2 separate regions of the Mus musculus genome follow, and region 1 is linked to region 2. Evidence: chromatin contacts called from public HiChIP or PLAC-seq data. All regions are on one chromosome and are shown on one strand. The core of a region is the stretch at or near the end of the contact, and the rest is flanking DNA. Distances in the headings are between cores, read along the strand shown.

Region 1 (5,514 bases), core at 304-2,803, 120 kb after region 2:
ACTGCCCATGTGACATGGCTTCATAGATGCTGAAAAATCTGCTCTCCTCTCTCACCCCACACAGAGCTGCCCCCTTTCTACACATGGAAGCCAGCTTCCTGGGCTGGCTCCCAGTTGTGTGGTCAAGTACTCAGAATGAATGAGCCCTTGAGTTTGATTCCCAGTACTGCGATCAATCAACCAACCAATTAATCAATATAGCAGAAAAGAAAAAGGTGTGTGTGTGGGGGGGTGGAATCAGAGTCCAACCACTAAAAACACTCAAAATCCCAGAAGGGAATTTTAGAGTTTCACTGGACTCCAGTTATTGGTCACCCAGGCCCGAGGGGTTAAATCCCCTCTGAGCTTGCCCCAAGTAAGTTTTCCTGAAGCTGCTTACAAGGAGAAAACACGGGAACAGTCATTATTTTGGCTTTCATTATCGGAAGCCTAGAATCCTTATCAGAGCTGGAGTGTCGCTCCATGGTTAGACCTCTTGCCTTGCCTGCATGAAGCCTTGGGTTTGACTCCTTACAGTGAAAACAGTCATTTTAAGGCAGGACGAGTGGATGCTAGACGCTTTGATCGGTGATTAGCACTTTCCCAACAAACAAGTTTCAGCATAAGGGTGGCAGGACAGATAGTGGGGCTGGAGGATACAGAGGGAAGGGGAGAGGAGGGGGCAGAAAGAACGAGAAAGCTCGCCAGCCAGCCCTGGTGGGGGAGATCTGAGGAAAGTGAAGATAAATACAGTGCATACCACAGCTCTCTGGAGAGCCGCAGACGCTGCTGGGCTCCACGTGCTGGGGGGGGGGGGGGCTGATGGGGGGAGGGTGCTGAGCTTGGAAAGAATTCCCAAACAAAGGGGGGGGGGGTGGAGCACATTCTTGTTTCTGAGTCCTTCTGCCCATATGTCATCACGACATTCATGGAAGGACCTATTTATAGCAAAATGCAAAATGGCTGGTGAAAGACTTCAGAGCCCAGGGCCATCGATTACTGAGAACCAGATAGGTAGGTTATAAGGTAATTTATCCACCCCACCCCGCCTCCATTTTTTTTTTCCAGAATAATAATGCTGATGGGAAACACTAACGTTGCTCTCTCGCCCTAAAAGTCCCTTGGAGTGGGAATTGCTGCGCCCACGAAGAGCCTCTGTCCTCTTTCCGGATTCTGGGGTCAAGGAACCCTCAAGAGTTGCAGGCTCCAGGCCAACAGTCACTGGGGCGGCAGAAAGACCCAGCGTTTCCCAGCAGAGAGGAAAACCCTTGGGAAAAGGGAGGGGTCACAAAGAACCCGGAGTAATATTTTGTCCCAACTCAATTTTAAATGTTAACCGTTGATTAAAAGTTGTTGACTTAAGAGATTTTATTTATTTATTTATTTATTTATTTATCTGTCTATCTATCAAAGACATTGTCATTTAATAAGAAAGTCCCGTGGGAGTCCTCAAGCGCTCCTCTTGGTAGTGGCTTCACCCTCTTAAAGAATGTAGCTTGATACCAGCGGGTGAGGCAGGATGCAAGAGTCTCCCGCTGGGCTCCTCTGTGCTGTGGGACAGAGCTGACACCTAGCGACCACGACGCACCCCGGACGGCGAGGCCGCAGCCAGCTCTTGTTTATCTTGTCAGGACAAATGTCAGAGCTGGAAGGGCGATCTTTTGGCAGGCACACGAGCTTCCAGCCCTCTCTCTCCCAGCTTATCTCAGCAGGCCCAGGGCTTGTCTTGTTTACCGAGCGAGCAAGCCGCCTTCCAGTGAACCGGGCTTCTGCTCCAATCTGTCTGTCGTTCTTGCCACAGGCTGAAGCCTCAAAGCCTTTCGGTCCTTTCCCCCTTCATAGACAGCAGGCAGGTTAGGGGTGATGCCTAGTTAAATATAAAGTTCCTTTTTCTAATGCAGACTGTTTGAGATATACTTAACATTTTAGTTGGGTTGGAGGTGGAGGTCAGGTGGCGTGCTCGGCTAAGGTTCTGGACTGATGCCCAGCACTGAAAAAAAAAGTCGTTTATCTGAAATCCAAACGTAACTAGGTATCTCACGTGTTTTTATTTGCTGAGTCTGGCTCTTGACAGTCATTTTTCCTATCACACTTCTTGGTTTTTGTGGCCACTCAAGAATTTGAAATGATTCTGTCTGTAGGTATGGAACTAGGTTTATTTTAGTCTGCTGTTTTAGTATCCAACAGGTCAATGGCAGATTAAACTGATATATCCAATATCTGCTAAATATTCCAGCCCTTTACTCGTGGCAGATATTAGAGTTGCACCTTCATGACATTTTGTTTTGTTTGTTTGTTTGTTTCTAACCAGTGCATACACAGAGACGTGAAGCCGGAAAATATTCTCATCACCAAACAGTCAGCCATTAAGCTCTGTGACTTTGGGTTCGCACGGCTTCTCAGTGAGTACCCACGGCTTCTTCAATGTAAAAGGAACATTCTTGCTGGGACAGCTGGTTTCCATACTACAGAAAGCTGGTTCTTGTATTCTGCCCCGGGAATAATCTTGCAACAAATTACGGTTCCTGCCAAATCTTGTAATGAAATATAACTTGAAAAATGTATAAATACACAACAATTTAGATATGTATGCTATATGTAAATTGTAGCACAAAAGTTATTATAAAGCCTGCTAATCTCCTGCCTTCTCCAACCCCCCAAACAATACTTACCAGAATTAATACTTCAGATGAATGCCTTTTAATCTTGGCTATAGATTAACACCCAAGGAACTTTTAAAAAGTATGCGGGTAGCCTTGGGCCCTCTCCAAGTGTTCGGATTAATTGGGCCGGGAGGAAGCCCAAGTATCAGTAATTTAAAACATCCTACAGCCAAGTGATGACAACCAGCAGCTAGCACTGAGAATGGTGATTCGGAAAAGCTTCATTTCTTAGGTTTTTCCCTGCTCAGTTTTGACTCCGGGCTTCCACTGATCTGTTTTCCACGTTTCTGCACCGGCCAGCTGGACCAGGTGACTACTACACGGACTACGTGGCCACCCGGTGGTACCGCTCACCCGAGCTGCTAGTGGGAGACACGCAGTATGGTCCCCCTGTAGATGTCTGGGCAATTGGCTGTGTGTTTGCTGAGTTACTGTCCGGAGTGCCTCTATGGCCAGGAAAATCTGACGTGGATCAGCTCTACCTGATAAGGAAAACCCTGGGTAAGTGGTTTCCGCTGACTTTGAGAGAACCTGCTCGCTTCTCCCACACCCCCTGCTTACCTGACACCTTTAGGAAACAGACATTTCTCAGCCTCGCTGAAATGGCTCCATTAAAAGTGTCTATGGTTTGTTCAAATGACAAGACTTAATGATTACTGGGAATTTACTAATTGTCCAGGATATATAGACTAATCTCTTAAGCTTAGGTCAGATCCTCTTAACTTCTAAATGTGTTAAGCCTGGCAACAGAACTACTGCAAGGACTTAGCTGGTCACAGGCGGCTTCCATGTTACAAGCTGAACATCCCTCATCCAGACGGCTTGGGACTCTAGTGTTTGTGACATTAGAGGTTTCAATGTGGTATGTAAGGGAAGGGACCCGAGTCTAAACAGAAAATTCATTTATGTTTCATTTCATTTCTTCCCATATCCTAAAGGCTGGTTATATGATCGTTCTAGCGTGCCCGCATTTGACCATGACACTTGGAGTCGAGTGTAGCATCTCCTACTTGTAGGATCATGTTGGCACTCAGTCTCAGAATTTTTAATGAGGGATGCTAAGCCTGCATTAGGATGAGGTGATTCATCCAGATGTCCTTACTGCAGCCTGCCTGACAAGTTTTGGATTATTCAGATTACCGTAGAGGAAGAACCTCAGCCTTCTAAGTGTCGAGAAGAAAGTCTTGTTCACCGTGCCCCCCTCCTACAATTAAGGGCAATGGGAAGGACAGAAGAGAAAAGGGAGGAGGGTACAGTAAAAGAGATCCATAACTAGTGGTTGCTGTTTTCAGAATCCAGGAGTTAGATTCTACTCTGCTAAGGAACGCCATTTAAAGCACTCTTTCTCTGCTCCATAACTCTTGTATTACCAGCAATCACCATAGAGCTTTGTCTTCCCAAAGTACTGAAGGCCACCTGAGGGTGAGACTGTATTTCCATTTGTTTGTTTGTTGAGACAGGGTTTCTCTGTGTAGCCCTGGATGTCCTGGAACTCCTTCTGTAGACTAGGCTGGTCTTGAACTCAAATTCCACCTGCCTCTGCCTCCCGAGTGCTGGAATTAAAGGTGTGCGTCACCAGGGTCCGGTGGTGTTTCCTGTTTTTATCGTCTCCACCAATGTCTTGCACATTGGAGCCTCCTTGGAGCTCACGCAGGGTCACTCAGCCTTCCTTGGCTGTTCCGTCCAGTGGCTTTAGGGCACTCTCCTGCCGCTCCAGCCCTAGTGGGGAGGCTTTGACAGCTCGGGGACATATGTCTCTACTGTGTGTGTGTATCTGTAATTCATTTTTAAAGCTAGGGGCTAAGGGGCTTCATTACAGTGTTTTCAGACATAGGAATCAACACCCTAGAGGCTGTGTTTTTGCTTGCTTATCCAAACTAGAGCAAGGTTCTGGATTTGAGTGAGAGGTAAAGTTCTGAACCGAGTAGCACTGGTCACTCAAGACGATCTAGTCAGAGGCTAGAGCCTCAGTACCACAGGGCCCTGGCTGCAGGCCTCTGCTTCTGTCAGGCCTCTGCTTCTGTCAGGCCTCTGCTTCTGTCAGGCCTCTGCTTCTGTCAGGCCTCTGCTTCTGTCAGGCCTCTGCTTCTGTCAGGCCTCTGCTTCTGTCAGGCCTCTGCTTCTGTCAGGCCTCTGCTTCTCTCAGGCCTCTGCTTCTCTCAGGCCTCTGCTTCTCTCAGGCCTCTGCTTCTCTCAGGCCTCTGCTTCTCTCAGGCCTCTGCTTCTCTCAGGCCTCTGCTTCTCTCAGGCCTCTGCTTCTCTGCTCTAGAAAGTGGCCACTTGTGGCCCAGAGAAGCAGTTTCCTGAACCAGTCTTTCCTAGTGATACCCCTAGGACTTTACATGAGGCCACCATCAGCTCATTCGGCTGCCATTGCTACAGAATGAGCTGCATTGGACAGGAACCTCTTTCAGAGTTTCACAGGGTAAGCGCCCCTAAACCTTAGACGACAACGTTTCTGAGATCAGCAGCAACACGGGAAAAGACGATTCCAATTTGGAAATGGACTCCTCAGAGACAGAGGACCTTCCTGTTAGCTCCTTTGGTTTGGAGTCATCAAATACCCTGACGCTCTCAGTTTCTGTGCCTGACACGAGGCACTGTCCCTGAAGAACTCAGTGTAGGCTGTGCTGTGTGGATGCTTCCCCTCTAGGCACAGGTCCACGAGGCTGTGGAGGGAAAGCACAGCCCCGTGTTTCCTACGCTACCCCACTCACTTCTGTCTCTTCTTGTCCAAAGGGGACCTCATTCCCAGGCACCAGCAAGTATTTAGCATGAATCAATACTTCAGTGGGGTGAAAATTCCAGACCCTGAAGACATGGTGAGTGACTCATTTTGGAGGTGGCTCATTAGATCAGGCTAGTTGGGTTT
Region 2 (5,437 bases), core at 2,461-4,960:
ATGAACTTAAACCCTGGGTCACCTCTCTGGCCTCCCTGCTAGTTTATAATCCATTATGTAGTTCCTTGTTATAAACAAAGTTCTGCTCATTATCCACAAATCCTTTTTATGGCTTCTCAATTATTTAAGTACATTTTTAGAATCAGATTTTTTAAGTTGTTTTTAAAGTTTTAGTGAATTTTGGCCAGGTAATCTCCAAAAAAGTTGGACCCATCAGCAGTGACTTAAAAGTCCGTATCATTCCTATTTTGAAAATTAAGCCCTTATGGCCAGCAAGATCCTCATTGGGTAAAAATACTTGTCGCCAGCCTGCCTGAGTTGAGTCCCCAGCACCCATGTGTTTGAAGGAGAAAATCAACTTAATAGATTGTCACTGGACCATACATGTGCTCTTGTGCACACTAAGGTATTTTGAAGTTATTAGATGATCCTCTGAAGCAACTTGCCCTTTAGCAAACTTGGTCTGTGTTAGAAAGGAGTTAGGAGACACAAAGGTGTCTTTGGAGACACAGAGGTGTCCTAGCAGACTGAGTAGTAGGCTTTAGTTGACTGGAGATAAAAATCATGTCCTCCGGATCCGCACTAGTTGGGGTCTAAAACTGAGAGAGGCAGACACAACTCCCATCCATAAGAGCCATCTCCAGGTGAGGACCACTTACTTGCTTTCTCTCCAGAGGACTCACCAGCAGTGACACAGCAGGCATAACAATGGTTCCTGGAGGCTTTTTTGTCTCAGTGCTTTTGTCATCCCCCTCACCCCATAATATACAGTCTTTCCTTAGATGCTAAACTCCCTGGTTTTGTGTTTTTAGGAGATTTCCGTGTGTGCCAATGTGTGTGTCTCTGCATCTGTGTGTGTCTGTGTGTTTCTTGGGCTTTTTCTTTGGCTCTTTGTTTTTCTGTCCCTTTGGGTTTTCCTATTCGGGTTTGTCCTTTTTAATCTTATTTTTCTTTCTTTCTTTCACACACTTGTTTTCTCATGAGAGGAAACAAGAAAGGATGTCAATTTGGGAAGGTGGGGAGGGCCAACCATAATCAGCATATTATATGAAAAAATATGTTTTCAGTTAAAAAATTTTTGGAAAAAAAAAAAAAGCACGTGCTCAGATTTTGGCTAGAGAGTGTGAGTTTGTCTGCCTACTAATGGGAGAAGCCCTGCAAGTACAGACTTCTCTCCTGAGGATCCTCCAGTCCAGATGTGTTCAACTGTGTACAAGTCGGCACATGTCACAAACTGAGGACTTGCTTGGTGCAGTGAAGGAATCTCTGGAATTGTTGGATTAGAGCAGGGAGGGAGGGAAGGCGAGTGTGCGTGAGAGACTGGATGTGACAGTACTGTCCTCAGACTCAGGAGGCAGAGGCAGGGGGAATCACTACAAGCCCAAGCCCAGCTGAGCCTACACTGAGTTCCAAGCCCGCTTGAGCCATCAAGTGAGAACTCATCTCTAAATAAATAAGAAAGTTTGGCTTAGAACACACAAAGCCCTGAGCTCAGCACTGTATATACTGAGCGTGGGAGCACACCCCACAATACCAACGTAGGGCTAAGAGGATCAGAAATTGAGTTAGAGCCCTGACTGAGAGGTCGGGAGGGTGGAGCTAAAGGTTGGACTCCCGCAGGAGTGGTGGCGAGTGGGGATAATGAGGGAATTGCCTGGGCTAGTTGTTAAGCTGTCAGAGAAAAAGCCTAGAAGTTAGTGGGTAATGGCTAGAGGAAAACAGAGAGTGCAACAGTCTGTCCTGAGCTTCAGACTGTCCTTACCTCTCACCATTATTATGACCAGTTAGTGGCAGACACTGACTTCTTGGAACTGTCCATCCTGTCACTCAACTGCCCTTGAGTGTTGCACAGAACTCTGCCATGCATAACCGGGTAATGGCACCTTTTCCCACCACCCGGAAAATCTCTTCTGTTATCTCATTTTGGATTTATTTCCCCCTTGGAAACCTTTTCTCCAGTGCACTGAGCCTGGGCTGAGAACACCCCCAGGCTTTGTAATGTTCGAGAGTTCATACAACTCTAGTGTATTCTCCCTCTACTTTTGTAGCCCCCCTACCAGGAAAAACTCCCTGAAGACTACAGTACAGGTTCTATTACATCACTAGTACCAGTACCAGTGCCTGGCACACAGTAAGTACTCTGTAGTATTGTGGTATGAATGAACTCGTTAAAAAATAATGTCCTTAAAGAATTGGACATAGGACTTTAAAGCCTGAGGCACAATTAGTTACTTCTTTTGTGTATAAGCCAGCTACTATTCCTTTCTTTAAACCTTGTAGATGCTCTGTTGTTAATTTTTGTAGTGTTATTCCAGTTCTTCCATCTGAGGTCTGGAAACCTGATGACCCTACCGAACACTTTCTGGACACAGAGAACCTTACTGAATATTGAGACTCCTGTTTTCTAGTTATTTTTTTTTTAAAAAATGGAGGAAGTGAAGTCAAAGCCTTCAGTTGGCTTCATAAAGTTTTGTAACCCTAAAAGTATGCAAGAAGAAAGTTACTGTGGAGTAAGATGACTTTATAGATAAATTTATCTTTTTCCATGTAATAATTTGAGTAGCCATCTGGTAAGAATTAACTAAGATGTATAACTATCCTAATTCCATTGTATTGAATTTCTGGGTGCTTACCATGCCTGTCTGCGTATTATACAAATAACTTGCTAATATAGGAACTAATATATTAAGATTTCTTTGTAGAGTGCTGTGGGAATTTATTTCATTTTGTAAGCAGTACAAAATCTTCAAATTCTCTGTGTTAGTTTAAAGCACAGTACACTGGAGGGGAGTGTTGGAGTTTACAATTCAGTATTCCAAAATCCAGTACTGCTTTGGGTTATATTGTGAAATTGCATAGTTAAGTGTCTGGAAGATCACTTGATTTGAATTGAATCTGAAAAGTCTCTGTGTGTGTGAACATGGGCATCCCCCCCCCTGAAAGCCTCTTTGCCTTTCATTATAAAAGAGCCTGGTACTGCTTTCTGTTTTAAAAATTCAGCTGGAAAATTACCGAGTACAAACATTTGCCCATCAGTTCTTTCCTACAGAGACGACAGAAAGCCGTCTCCCAGTGCAAGCTGACATTTGAGTGTCTCTGTCGGTGACGGTTGTAGTTTGTGGCTCTTTGCTTTTACTTTTGTAACTACATATACTCTGGCTTCTACACAGTACAACTGATTTTAAAATACCATTTTTCTGAGTTTCCGTGGTTGTTTTCAAATTTTCCAAAGCTCTGTTTCTTTCTGAGCCACTCTGGGGAGAAAAAAGGAGTCCTTGGGCATAACTTTTTTCACTTTAGTTATTAAGTTGAAATGGTGTGTTTATACTGGTTCCTGCCCGGTCCAAATGAAACTCCACCCCTCAAGCCCCCAAGGCAATCCAGGTATCCAGAAATGAGCACATCTGGGGTATAGGAGCATTCCTGTCGGTAGATAGCAGCCAGCATTCCTCAGAAACTTGTGAAACCGGTTCTCTGCCTCCAGGAGTGATTTCCCTTTTCTCTGGTAGAAGGGATTTATGGCTGGCTACCTGTGGTGTCTATGAACATATCAAAGCCCACACAGGCCTCCTGGCTCCCTCAGCCTCTAGAGCACCCATTACTCATTTCAGTCTTAGCTGGCCAGCATCCTAGCCCTTCTCAGCATCTCCTCCCCTACCCTAAACTCCCTCCAGCTCTGTGCTTTCCTCTCCACTGCTCTTCATTCTCCTCTAACCCGCTGCCCCTCCCATACTCTGCTCTGCTAATCTGCCCTCTCTTGCAGCCTCCCTCTGGCCCACCATGGCCATTCTATTTCTTTGTTGACTGTTTCTCTCTCTCTCTCTCTCTCTCTCTCTCTCTATTTCTTTGTTGACTGTTTCTCTCTCTCTCTCTCTCTCTCTCTCTCTCTCTGTGTGTGTGTGTATGTATGTGTTTCTCTCTTTCTCATCTGTAATAAAAACCTCCCATTAATCATATCAAGGAGCAGCCGTGTCATCAGTTTATACACTAAGAATTGATGTGTCTGAACAGATATATTCTTTAAGTAATAATTCTGGAAAGTGTCTTATCAGATGACTTAATCCTTGTGCATTTTTATAGTTACAAAGTTGATCAGACAGTTACATAGAATGTATTTATCTATCCCTAACCTGTATTCAAGTTCACCTTGTTGCCTTGCGTTTTTGTGGAAGGCCTGTGTGTACCTCCATTTAAATAAAGGTTTGCTCCTGGCGCTGCGCGTGCTTTTTGAAAAGCACATGATGATGTGTTTCCAGTGTTGCAGCCTCTCAGAGAAAACCTTGGCGGCCCCCAGAATCCTCTACACGCCCCCTCTTTATTTCTCTTGCTAACCACTGATAGATAATATCTTTAACTTTGGCCTTTGTTGTGGTTGGTTGGGTTTGGTATGGAGGTTGTGGTTGTGGTTGTAGTTGTTTTCCCATTTCCGAAGCTCTGCCTCTTCCTATCCTGCTCTATTCTGGGTGGGGTTATACCTTATTGTGTTTATACTGATAGCTTCTTCAGGTTGACTTCTTCGGTTTACATTATTTAAGGCTCCTCCATCTGTGCTCATGGCCTGTTGGCTCCTGCCTTTATTACCAGTAGATGCACCACAGTTACCCATTTATCTATTGAGTGACATCATGAATGTCACCTGTCTTATTTTATTATGGATTGGCTGCTATAAACATCAGTGTGCAGAAGTAAGTTTTCGGTTCACTTGGGTACATGCCTAGGAGCAGAGATTGCTGTATCATGTGCTTAGCTCTGTAAGGAACAGACAAATGTGCACTGTCCGTGTCTCTGCGTGTAGACTCTTAAAACTCTGCCTAATCCGAGCCGGCTCAGCACTTAAGGGCACTGGCTCTTCTTCAACAGGGCTTGCAGTTGATTCCCAGAACCCGCATGGCAGCTCGCAGCTACATGTCAGTCCAGCTCCAAGGATCTGAGTCCTTCTCATATCTGTGAGCACCAGGCCTGTGGGTGGTGTAAGCCATATGTGAGGCGAACCCCATGCACAGAAAATAAAAGTAAATCTTTAAAAAAAAAAAAAACAAAACAGAAAACCACCCAACCTAATCCAAAGCCTGGAGGCACACACTGGAAACTGTCAGCATGGTTACCGTAGGAAGGTGACAGAGGAGTACCATGTTGGCTGACATTATAATTTTTTTTTACAGCAAGATCTTACTCTATGATAGTTGTATAGCTTTTTTGCCAATTTTTTTTTTTAGTTTGTGAAAATAAAAGTAACAATGAATCAACAAGAGCAAAACCAAAGTGGTTCAGTCTACTTTCAGTGTTATGTTCCAGTGACAGGAAGTTGGAGTACTGTGTTCTCTGTATTCACAGGTCGGTAGAGCGCCTTCCAAATGTCAGGCTTTCGGACTACACACTTACCCAGCCTTGAGATACCAACAAGACTTGGGATAAGGGCTATCCTGAAGCTAGTTTG

What was found. HiChIP or PLAC-seq counts read pairs in DNA pulled down with a chosen protein or histone mark.
Region 1: an H3K4me3 HiChIP or PLAC-seq map of fetal liver shows a contact between it and region 2, with 4 times the contacts expected there. The contact joins two enhancer-like sites. A contact is called at or near these places in 3 of 39 promoter capture datasets (the C10 cell line, liver and pre-B cells), 2 of 15 datasets of contacts at CTCF or cohesin (CD8 T cells and the NIH/3T3 cell line), 28 of 484 Hi-C or Micro-C datasets (the C2C12 cell line, the G1E-ER4 cell line, the MC3T3-E1 cell line and 17 more), 20 of 115 datasets of contacts at active chromatin or transcription factors (craniofacial prominence, embryonic basal ganglia, embryonic fibroblasts and 12 more) and 4 of 9 other capture datasets (adipose tissue, embryonic stem cells, liver and 1 more).

What each region holds. Positions count from the first base shown.
Region 1 is chr12:69,754,075-69,759,588 of GRCm38.p6, reverse strand. It overlaps Cdkl1 (cyclin-dependent kinase-like 1 (CDC2-related kinase)), which reads left to right. Exons shown (of 10, transcript NM_183294.2): 5 at 2,291-2,381; 6 at 2,943-3,143; 7 at 5,382-5,464. Among named protein-coding and RNA genes, the nearest start is that of Mir681, 7.1 kb to the left of the region's middle. RefSeq lists an enhancer at 327-2,180. Within about 2 kb of position 1,553, at least 124 of the 459 cell types and tissues checked have an H3K27ac peak or open chromatin away from gene starts, as enhancers often do. A contact at or near this core is called in adipose tissue, craniofacial prominence, differentiating embryonic stem cells and 9 more, where this site is marked.
Region 2 is chr12:69,877,529-69,882,965 of GRCm38.p6, reverse strand. All of the region lies in intron 1 of Map4k5 (mitogen-activated protein kinase kinase kinase kinase 5), which reads left to right. Among named protein-coding and RNA genes, the nearest start is that of Atl1, 13 kb to the left of the region's middle. Within about 2 kb of position 3,710, at least 123 of the 459 cell types and tissues checked have an H3K27ac peak or open chromatin away from gene starts, as enhancers often do. A contact at or near this core is called in adipose tissue, craniofacial prominence, differentiating embryonic stem cells and 9 more, where this site is marked.